2 separate regions of the Mus musculus genome follow, and region 1 is linked to region 2. The links are chromatin contacts, called in public HiChIP or PLAC-seq maps. All regions are on one chromosome and are shown on one strand. Each heading gives the region's core, a stretch centred on a gene start, on an enhancer-like site or on the middle of the called end of the contact. The rest is flanking DNA. Distances are from core to core; before and after follow the strand shown. Region 1 overlaps Gm35125 (a long non-coding RNA gene). Region 2 overlaps Mta3 (metastasis associated 3).

Region 1 (4,731 bases), core at 142-2,641, 110 kb before region 2:
TCTCCTAACCCAAGCCTATGCTTGGCTAACAGAGTGTGTGGGAGCAGCTCTCTGCTTTCCCTGGTGCTGTGTTTGGGAATGCTGGGAAAAAATGGTCTGAGTCCATGTTAAAGATACAGAGGGGCCCCAGGTAGCCCTGCAGGCTGAGGATGGAATCCCAATCAATGGCCTAAGCCCCACTGTAAGGAAAAACTTCTGGGGCGGGGACGCAGTGCCACCGTGTGGCCGCCACGCGCGGCTTTTCCAAAGGCCCAAAGAAACACCTATCCAACTAAAGCCTGGTGTTCCAGTCAGCATCCAGGCAGACATGATACTGGAGAAAAAGCTGAGTGTTCTACATCTTGATCCAAAGGCAGCCGTCAGGAAACTGTCTTCGCGGGCAGTCAGGAGGAGGGTCTCTTCTGCCCTGGGTGGAGCTTAAGCATAGGACCTCAAAATGACAAACTTCCCCCAACTAGCTCACACCTACTCCAACAAGGCCACACCTCCTAATAGTGCCCCTTCCCATGGGCCAAGTATATTCAGACCACCACACTCAAAACTCAATATGTATGTATGTATGTATGTATGTATGTATGTATAGGGGTGTGTGTGTGTGTGTGTGTGTGTGTGAGAGAGAGAGAGAGAGAGAGAGAGAGAGAGAGCGAGAGAGAGAGAGAGAGAGAGAGAGAGAGAGAGAGAGAGAGAGAGAGAGGCATGCATGTGCCTCGGTGTTCCTATGGAGCTCAGATGACTTTTGGGAGCCCGGGTTTTCTCCTTCTGCCTTGAATTCAGGGTCAGACTCAGGTTGCCAGACTTGAGTACCAAGCATTCTTTACCTTACTGAACCATTTCACACTCTTGATTTCATTGCTCACAAAACCCTAAGAATCCCTACTATCACCACTGTAAAATTAGTCGGACTACATATATTCTAATCCGTTAAGGGTTTCTTCTTCCTCCTCCTCCTCTTCCCCTTCCTCTTCTTCCTCTTCCTCTTCTTCCTCTTCTTCTTCCTCCTTCTCCTCCTCCTCTTCTTCTTCTTCCTCCTCCTCCCCTTTCGACTTCCCTTCCCCCCCCCTCCTCTTCTTCTTTGCTTTGATTGCCCTTTGCTTCTTTTCTTTGATAAAGATATTTTACTTTGGATTTCTAGGTTACATCTAGTTTTGCTCCCTATCTGACCAGAAAGTACTTCGAGAAGCCACTGTCCATGCCAACTGTAAGCAGAAGGGGCAGATGCATATCTCAGAAGAATATTTGTGGTGGAGCAAATATTCCTCAGAATTGAAACATCCCTTCCGGGAGGGATGTAAGACCCAAGAAATGAACAAAACTGAGCTGTCTCGGGAAGCCTCTGGGACGCATAAGCCTCCCAAGGCCCTGTCCATAGCCCAAGGAGTACGACTGCTCAAGCGTAGTCACAATTGCTGAGGGGAGGGGCCGGACTCACTGACTTCCTGCCCTTTCCCAGAGAGCCCCAGGGCAATAGCCCATTGTCAGTCAGGCTGAGGTGGGTGTGGGACGTAAAACCACTCCAGAAAGTTTGGGAAGATAAAGCAAGTCTAGAGTCTGAGATTCAGGTGACTCCAGCTCCCTGCTAGACTCCTGACTTGAAACATGTGCCATGCTTCTCACATAAAAGAAACATGTCCTACGGTCATGTAGGCCCCAAACAGACTTCTCCATTCTAATGAGGTACCTAGAGGCCCAGAGGGCTCAGCCAATGAGCTTTCCCTTCCCAGACATCCCTTCTGGCAAAAGGCATTTAATCTCGGGCCCACCCTGAGAAGTGGGTACGGTTTACACACTCATTTTCCACCATGACAATAAACTGTTTAGAACCATGGACTGACTCTTTTCATCAAGATCTGCCTGTTGTGGGGTGCCATGAAGAAGGCCTTCGCCTACAGAGCCACAGCCTAGTCTCCTGGAGAAGGCCTCTCTGGGCTCCCAGCCACAACTGCCACCAAGCTTGCTGCCAGGCTAAGGACAATCATCCCCATGGGACAAGTTGGAGCTCCCCTCCCTCACCCACCCTCCACTACGGGCTGGACACCTCTCTTCTGCAACTCCCAGGGCGCCTGGATGTCTAAGAGCCTGAGAACCCCTCTACCTCTGCCTTGTCTCAGGCCCAGGGACCCCTGAACCAGCTCCAGCTTTCTCACATCTCAGACTGCGCTTTCCCACCCTGGAGCGATGCCTCCCTACAGCCCAGCACCTGCCCTGGCATGGGGTAAGCACAGTCAAACTCTCTGAGTTCTGCCCTGTGGCAGAGTGGACAAGGGCCTACGACCCTACTGTACAGTTAGTTTGCCTCTGAGCCATCCACAGTAGTGATGGTTTGTATATTCTTGGGCCAGGGAGCGGCCTTGTACGAATAGGTGTGACTTGGCTGGAATAGGTGTGTCACTGTGGGTGTGGGCTTAATAGCCTCACCCTAGTTGCCTGAAAGTCAGTCTTCCACTAGCAGCCTTTGGATGAAGACATAGAACTCTCAGCTTTGCCTGTGCCATACCTGCCTGGATACTGCCATGCTCCCACCTTGATGATAATGGACTGAACCTCTGAACCTGTAAGCCAGCCCCAATTAAATGTTGTTTTTTATAAGACTTGCCTTGGTCATGGTGTCTGTTCACAGCAGTAAAACCCTAACTAAGACAACAGTGCCACAAGGAACCCAGATACACCCACTGGTTTGCCAGTGGACTTTGGACTTTGATGGGATTGTTTGGTCTGTTAGTGCCCAGAGGGGTAGCAGACCAAATTTTATCTCCCCTGGGGAAAAAAAAATCACACAATGTTTTGGTCCTAAACGTTGTTAGAAAAATGGAATGGATTGCCTTAAAGATAAAGCAAGTGGGCTGGAAAAAAAATAAAGCAGGAGTTATGAGCATTGCCTGCTCTTCTAGAGGTCTAGAGTTCAATTCCCAGCAACCACATGATGGCTCACAACCATCTTTAATAAGCTCCAATGTCCTCTTCTATCATGCAGGCATACATGCAGATAGACCACCCATATATAGAAAATAAATAAAACATTCAAGAAAGTCTTTATGGAGCAGAGCTTGCAAATCAGAGTTGAGCTTTTACACCGGAGTCCTTCTACACAGTGGACAAAGGAATCTGTCAGGGGTTTGTGCTTGCTCGTAGTCCCCTTCTGTCACTGTGACAAATACCGGAGAAAAACTCAGCCCAAGGAAGGAAATGGCTCACAGTCGAAGGTTGTTGACTGGCTAGCTGGTTTGCACTGCCCTCTGTAGATGGCAAGATGGGAGTGTGTGGCAGAGGACGGTGCTCAGCTCATGGTGGCTGGGAAACGGGGAAAGGGTAAAGTCCAGAAGGACACACCACCAATAACACACTTCCTCAGCTGCCTCTCACCTTCCAACACCTCCGTCCCGTCCCCCCCCCCCCCCCCCCCATGGCTCAGGTAAGAACCAGCAACTGACTAAGAGATCTGAGTCCCCTCATCCAGTCACTCCCCCAAACCCATCAGTTGGCAGTCCTGGCTCTGAGGAGGTATTTCAAATCCACGACACAGCAGGGAGTAACGGACTGAGGGTCAGAAACTTACACTTGGCAAATCTGATGATTTCTCACTTCTCGTTTGAAAAAGGATTTTTCAGAAAATTTTGTTTTGGAAATGCTGGGTTTTTTGTTTGTCCTCTTAACTCTTTTTCAGGAATAAAGATGATCTGTACAGCACAATATCAGTTACTCATGAAAGAAACACAGTGGGGCTTTCGTGGCCCGTGGGATGGCTTAACTAGTAAAAGCATTTCCATGCAAACCCAAGGGCTTGAATTCCACGCCCGAGTGTCTCCTCAGAACCCACTTAAACGTGGAAAGAGGGACGCTAACTCTTCTCAGTTGCCATCTAGCCTCCCGGTGCGTCTGGTGCCATGCATCTCAATTGTTTTTTTCTTTTAAGGATGTATTTCTAATTGTGTGCGTGTGTGCCCTTGCTCTTGAGTGCTGGTACCTAAGGAGGTCGGCAGCAGGTCCCCTGGAGATGAGTTAGTTACAGCGATCAACCCCATGGGGCTGCTGAGAACTGAATTACTGGTTCGCAGACTAGAGCAGTGCCCACTTTAAAACATCGAGTCATTTCTCCACCCCATTTGTTTGTTTGCTTGTTTGAATAAGCAAACCTTTTACTTTCCACAGCGCTTACATTTATTTCCAGGCTCCGAATGGATTTCTTAAGAGGAACTAAGCCTCCCTCCTCCTGAGCTGGAGTTAGTGAGCGGAAGGTATGGGAGGGTGTGGCACTGGGCGTGAGGATTAGGTGAGCTGAGGGACTCCTGACGTCACTCTAGGATGGATCTTGAGCTAGCTGAGAAGATAAGAGGCTCTTCTGGTAGCCACCATTCCAGAGTGATAGCAGGGCTTTAGGAAGGGAAAATGGAAATTTCCCGGACATTTGTCCCCAGTTGCAAACGCGGGAGGAGGGCAGGGTGCCTTGAACCGGATATGGGGGAGGGCTGCCGAGGCTGGGGGGAGGGGGGGAGGAGCGAGCTACAGGCGGGGTGGGAGGGGGCTAATGCCAGGGAATCGAGCAGTTCCCTCACCTAGGGTCCCACACTCCTAGTCCATTTAGTCCTGGGGAGCCACCCGGAAGCAGTGGGTTGGATCCGGGCTCTGGCGGAGGCAGGGGCGGGAGCTACTGTGTACTCCGCGCTCGCAGGAAGCCGCCCGGCATCAGAGAGCCTCGGGGACCTCGGTCTGCATCCCAGGTCCTGATGCTGTTTA
Region 2 (4,755 bases), core at 270-2,769:
GTGTCTGTGTATTACACACAATCCTGAACCCACAGGAAAAGGCACGGGATCCTCTGGAACTGGACTTACAGGTGGCTGTAAGTTGCCAAGTGGGTGCTGAGAACAGAGCCCAGGTCCTTTACAAGATCAAGTGCTCATGACCACTGAGCCATCCCTCTGCCCCATCCATGAGGTCTGTTAATATCACTATGCAAATTCCGTCAACAAGTTATTATAATTCTGTCATTCTCGTCCCAGCTGTAATGTGTAGGCGTGACTATAAGGATAGACACAGCTGCAACTAACTACAGCGTTTACCACCAACCAGCCCTCACACTGAAGACTCCACTGGTTCTGTAAACGCTCAGTGAGGCCAGTGAGACTACTCAGAGGGGAAAGGTTGCTTGCAGTCCAAGACTAATGACCCGCAACCCACATAAAAAGGTAGATGGGGGCCGGTGAGATGGCTCGGCAGTTAAGAGCACTGACTGCTCTTCCAGGGGTCTTGGGTTCAATTCCTAGCACCCACATGGTAACTCACAACCATCTGTAATGGGACCTGGTATGTCTGAACACAGCTACAGTGTACTCAAACATAAAATAAATAAATAAATCTTAAAATAAAAAAAAAAGGTAGCTGTACAGAAGTGAGTCTACCAAGGTGTCCTGTGACCTCCTTATGCACACAATAGCATCCATGTCTGCCCTGTAGCCATTCCATGTATGTGCATGTGGGCAGACACACAAACATATAGTAATAATAATTTTTAAAGACAACATAACCAAAAAAGCCTCCAGTGCCCAAGAGTTAATAAGCAGAGTGACCAGGCCACTAAACTCTTAGGAATTCTGCAGAGCCCCTAGAGCGTGAGCCATTTACTCAAAACCTAGGGCCAGAGTGAGAAGGAACGAGGCTCAGAGATAAACACCCACATCTCTGTCCTGAGCCTCTCACTGGCAAGTGGCAAAGGCCACTGCTTTTGATGACTCTGCCTTTAGCCTGGACAATGCTACTGCCGAAATGCACTCTGGTTGGTGTCGCCTTGCAAGGAAGGCACAATAACACGCTGGCCCAAAAGGACATCCAAAGTGTGGGCTTCGTGTGAAGTAACGGAGAGAAAACAAAAGCGGAGACGGCTGCAAATTACCTCCTTGTCAAGGTATGACAACACGGATTCTGTCTCATTCAGCAGGGCCACGCTGCACTTCCCCCTGGTAAAGAAAGGAACACACGACAGGTGTTACAGTCTCAGTGGTTACATACTAGCTAGGGACACTCAGATCCTGAGTGTAGATGAAAGTCTCGATGACAGCCAGGGACATACTGAGACTCTTCAGATCAACTTTACAGTCCTGGTCTCCAGTGACCCGTACAATAAAGCCTGGTGACAGGCATTTAGAGGCCAGCCAGTCCTGGCAACGTTACTAGACAGAAAATCATTACAAAAGACACCTTACAGGCGCTTCCTAATTATACACTACAAAAGAAAGAAACCCAGTGAAAGCCTCAGGCTAACAGTGAGACTCTCAGGCTATGAAAAAAGCATTGAGGTGAAATCGCGCAAAAGGGGTCTTCGGTCATCCCTATACAAAGAGCACATACAATAACAGTCAGACCTCTTTATGGGAACCTGGAAATAATGTGCATTCAGGATGTAACCAACTGACCACTCCTGGGACTATTGTAAAGGCTGATTCAGCTTTAAATGACTCCTGCAGAGCAAGGGGCAAAGTAAGGTTCCCACATCCTGGAATTGAGGCCTAGGGTGGAGCCCTGAGGGTGACTTCAGAAGTAAGAGGCAGGTACTATGTAGCCCTGGCTTGCCTTGAATTCACAGATGCAGACCTGCTTCTCAAGTGCTGAGATTAAAGGTGTGTGCCACCATGTCAGGCTGAGAAACTTCAATTATAAAAGGTAGAAGGACGGATGACAAATACTTTCAAAGTTATTGTCCATTGGTTTAAGAACAGTTTACTCTAAGCCACAATAACCATGCAAACATGCAAAGCCAAACACTACAAGAACACGCACCAGACAAGGCCTCTCTCTCAGATCGCTAGGGTGAAGTACTAGTCAAAGAAAAACACCAATTAAAAGCAAACAAAACAAAACAAAATACAACACCACAACTAAAATGCTAAAGCACTGATCAAAAGCAAATTTTCTAGGTGGCCGAGTGCTGTGGATAGCCCTGGGACTAGTTAAATTTGATGTTAATTCCGTTCTCCCGAGAGTGGTTGTGAATGGGAACTGAGTCAGCACTCAGGTGTTTTCCTGTAAACCTGCTTCCCACCTAAATTTATAAAATAAAGGAGAGCTGATGGTTGGGCAGATAAAAGGGAAGGTGGAGCAGAAGGTGGAGAGAGAGAAGGAGAAAATGGAAGAGGGAGAGGACGCAGAGGAGGAGGAGGAAGAAGAAAAGAGGAGCAGAAGCACATGGTCTGGAGAAACAGCAAGTTCAAAGGGGTCTCATAGATGTGGAAGATGGGAGTGTAGCGGTAGATCTGCCCAATTTAGGTGTGGAGATTCACGAAAACAGGCGTGGCCCCGCACACCTTCGTTCCCAGCACTCAGGAAGGCAAAGGAAGCTGCTTGCTCCCTGGAGTGACATCTGTCTCAAAAACAAAACAAACAAAAAACAATAATAAATCAATTTAAAATTTTTAAATGAAAGTTTTCTAAGATCTGGGTTGAGAAGGACCCCTTTTTTCCTTCTGTTTTGTTTTGTTCTGTTTCTTTTCTTTTTCTTTTTCTTTTTTTTTTTTTTAAGTTTCCTAAAATTTGTTTGTAGCAGGAATAATGGCCCACACTTGTAATCCTAGCATTTGCGACTCTTAAGAGTGGATCACAAGCTTAAAGTCACCCGAGTGAGTTCCAGGCTCACTGTGTGTGTGTGTGATTTCTTTTAAAAACAAAAAGCTAAAGGAAGGATCTTAAGCAGGTAAACTGCACTAGTACATGTAGATATTATACATCACACACTCACACACACACATATACACACACACACACACAAAGCTGCTAATTCTCCATCAGGTGTCTTGGGCTTGGCACCACTGGCTGCCATGGGAATAGGCGTGTCTTTGTTGCAGGGCCTGAATTATGGGTAGCAGCAACTGCAACATAGATAACATCAGTATCCAATTGTGACAAGCAAAGCTTCCCGGGCCCATTTAATGTTCTATGGGAGGCCATCCTTCACTGAGAGCCACTGTTAAGAGCTACAAGTTGCAGGCTAATAATCCCTAACATTTCAGAGTGCTTATTCAAGAGTGTGACTTTGTAGGTTTTTAGATTATAAGTAGAACGGGACAAAGAAGAGAGACAGTTTAGATACTTCTATACATTTCTATTCAAATACTTATTTTCTATTGTAATACTTAAACAGGATAATTTTAACTAATAAAAATTAAGAGAAGGCAATTTGGGAAGCAGAGGGTACAGCCAAGGTGAAAAAGAGCCTTCTAGGCGTGAAGCCCTGGGTCTGATCTCTAGCGCTTGGTAAATGGGAGAGGGGTAGCGCCTGCCTAGACCCATCACTTGGGCAGTAGAAGCAGGAGCACTGCAAATTCAAAGTCATCCTTGGTTACCTAGGGCGTTCAAGGCTAGCCTGGGTGATGTGAGCCCAGTATCAACAAAAGCAAAACCAAACAGCAGCGCCAGGAAGACACTCCATCACTCTCCTCTAAGTGTTAAGAGGAATTAAAAAGCCAAGAAAAGAAGGTTGAAGTTTAAATTCAGTGTCAGTGGGTTCTGTAAATAAGAGACAACATCAAGTAGTGTTAGGGGAAATCCAGTGTGTCCGTGGCCTGTGAAGAACACAGACTTGGTAACAAAGAGGAAAAGAAACAAAGAGGACTCAGAGAAGGAAAACCCTCTGCCAGACCCCTGTCCCCTTTCATTAGAGGAACAGGGAGTTCCAAACAGTGTAAAGGAAGACTGTCCTCTCCAGGTCGGATGACAGAGACATCGTGTTATCATCAGGACAGCCTAGACAGCCTCACGGCATGAAGACTGTGTGAGGACAGAGAACTCCGCACCAAGATGCAGACTAAAGTACATCAGCACTTAAGGCAGGGAGTGCTCCTCAGCCAGGACACTGCATCTTCCAGACACGGCGGGGCTGTCAGAGACCGTGATAGCATGCACAGGGCCTGCACAGCTGCAAACCAGACAGATCCCAGCACTGAAGAAGAAAAACAGTATCTATGGTGGTTTGAGTAGGTTTGGTCTCCATAGATTCATGTGTCTGAATGCTTGGCCCTGGGGAGTGGCACTGTTAGGAGGTGTGGCCTTGCTAGAGGATGTCCTTGCCTTTGGATCAAGATGTAGAACTCTCAGCTCCTCCAGCATCAAGTCGGCCTGCACGCTGCCATGTTCCCATCATAATGGACTGAACCTCTGAACCTGTAACCCAGCCCCAATTAAATGGTTTTCTTTATAAGAGTTGTGTTGTTCTTAGTGTCTCTTTGCAGCAGTAGAACCCTAACTAAGACAGGGTCCCACCCTTAACCAAGAAGCTATTTGCAATCAACACCTTCTGAGACAGGGAACAACAGTTCTCTCCAAAGGAGTGTCACTGGGTTTATCAACCACATTCCAGGGTGTAGTTGGCCAGAAGCTGCTTGTATTCTAATGCTAATATTGGGCCTCCAAAACTGGTTGCCCAAAATTATTTCTGATTGGTGAATAACAATGCCAATAGCCAATAGCTGGACAGAAGAAACATAGGTGGGGTTTAGGTTTCTCAGGCTTGGGGTTGGAAGAGAAACAGG

The links. HiChIP or PLAC-seq counts read pairs in DNA pulled down with a chosen protein or histone mark.
Region 1: a contact with region 2 is called in an H3K4me3 HiChIP or PLAC-seq map of embryonic stem cells, with 5 times the contacts expected there. The contact joins two enhancer-like sites. A contact is called at or near these places in 8 of 484 Hi-C or Micro-C datasets (B cells, the CH12 cell line, embryonic stem cells and 2 more), 8 of 115 datasets of contacts at active chromatin or transcription factors (the HPC-7 cell line, bone marrow-derived macrophages, embryonic stem cells and 1 more) and 2 of 9 other capture datasets (adipose tissue and liver).

What each region holds. Positions count from the first base shown.
Region 1 is chr17:83,862,256-83,866,986 of GRCm38.p6, reverse strand. It overlaps Gm35125 (a long non-coding RNA gene), which reads left to right. Exons shown (of 3, transcript XR_877036.3): 3 at 1,133-2,449. Among named protein-coding and RNA genes, the nearest start is that of n-TIaat17, 2.7 kb to the right of the region's middle. Within about 2 kb of position 1,391, at least 14 of the 459 cell types and tissues checked have an H3K27ac peak or open chromatin away from gene starts, as enhancers often do. A contact at or near this core is called in embryonic stem cells, where this site is marked.
Region 2 is chr17:83,750,290-83,755,044 of GRCm38.p6, reverse strand. It overlaps Mta3 (metastasis associated 3), which reads right to left. Exons shown (of 17, transcript NM_001379391.1): 5 at 1,128-1,191. Among named protein-coding and RNA genes, the nearest start is that of Gm46597, 25 kb to the left of the region's middle. Within about 2 kb of position 1,519, at least 8 of the 459 cell types and tissues checked have an H3K27ac peak or open chromatin away from gene starts, as enhancers often do. A contact at or near this core is called in embryonic stem cells, where this site is marked.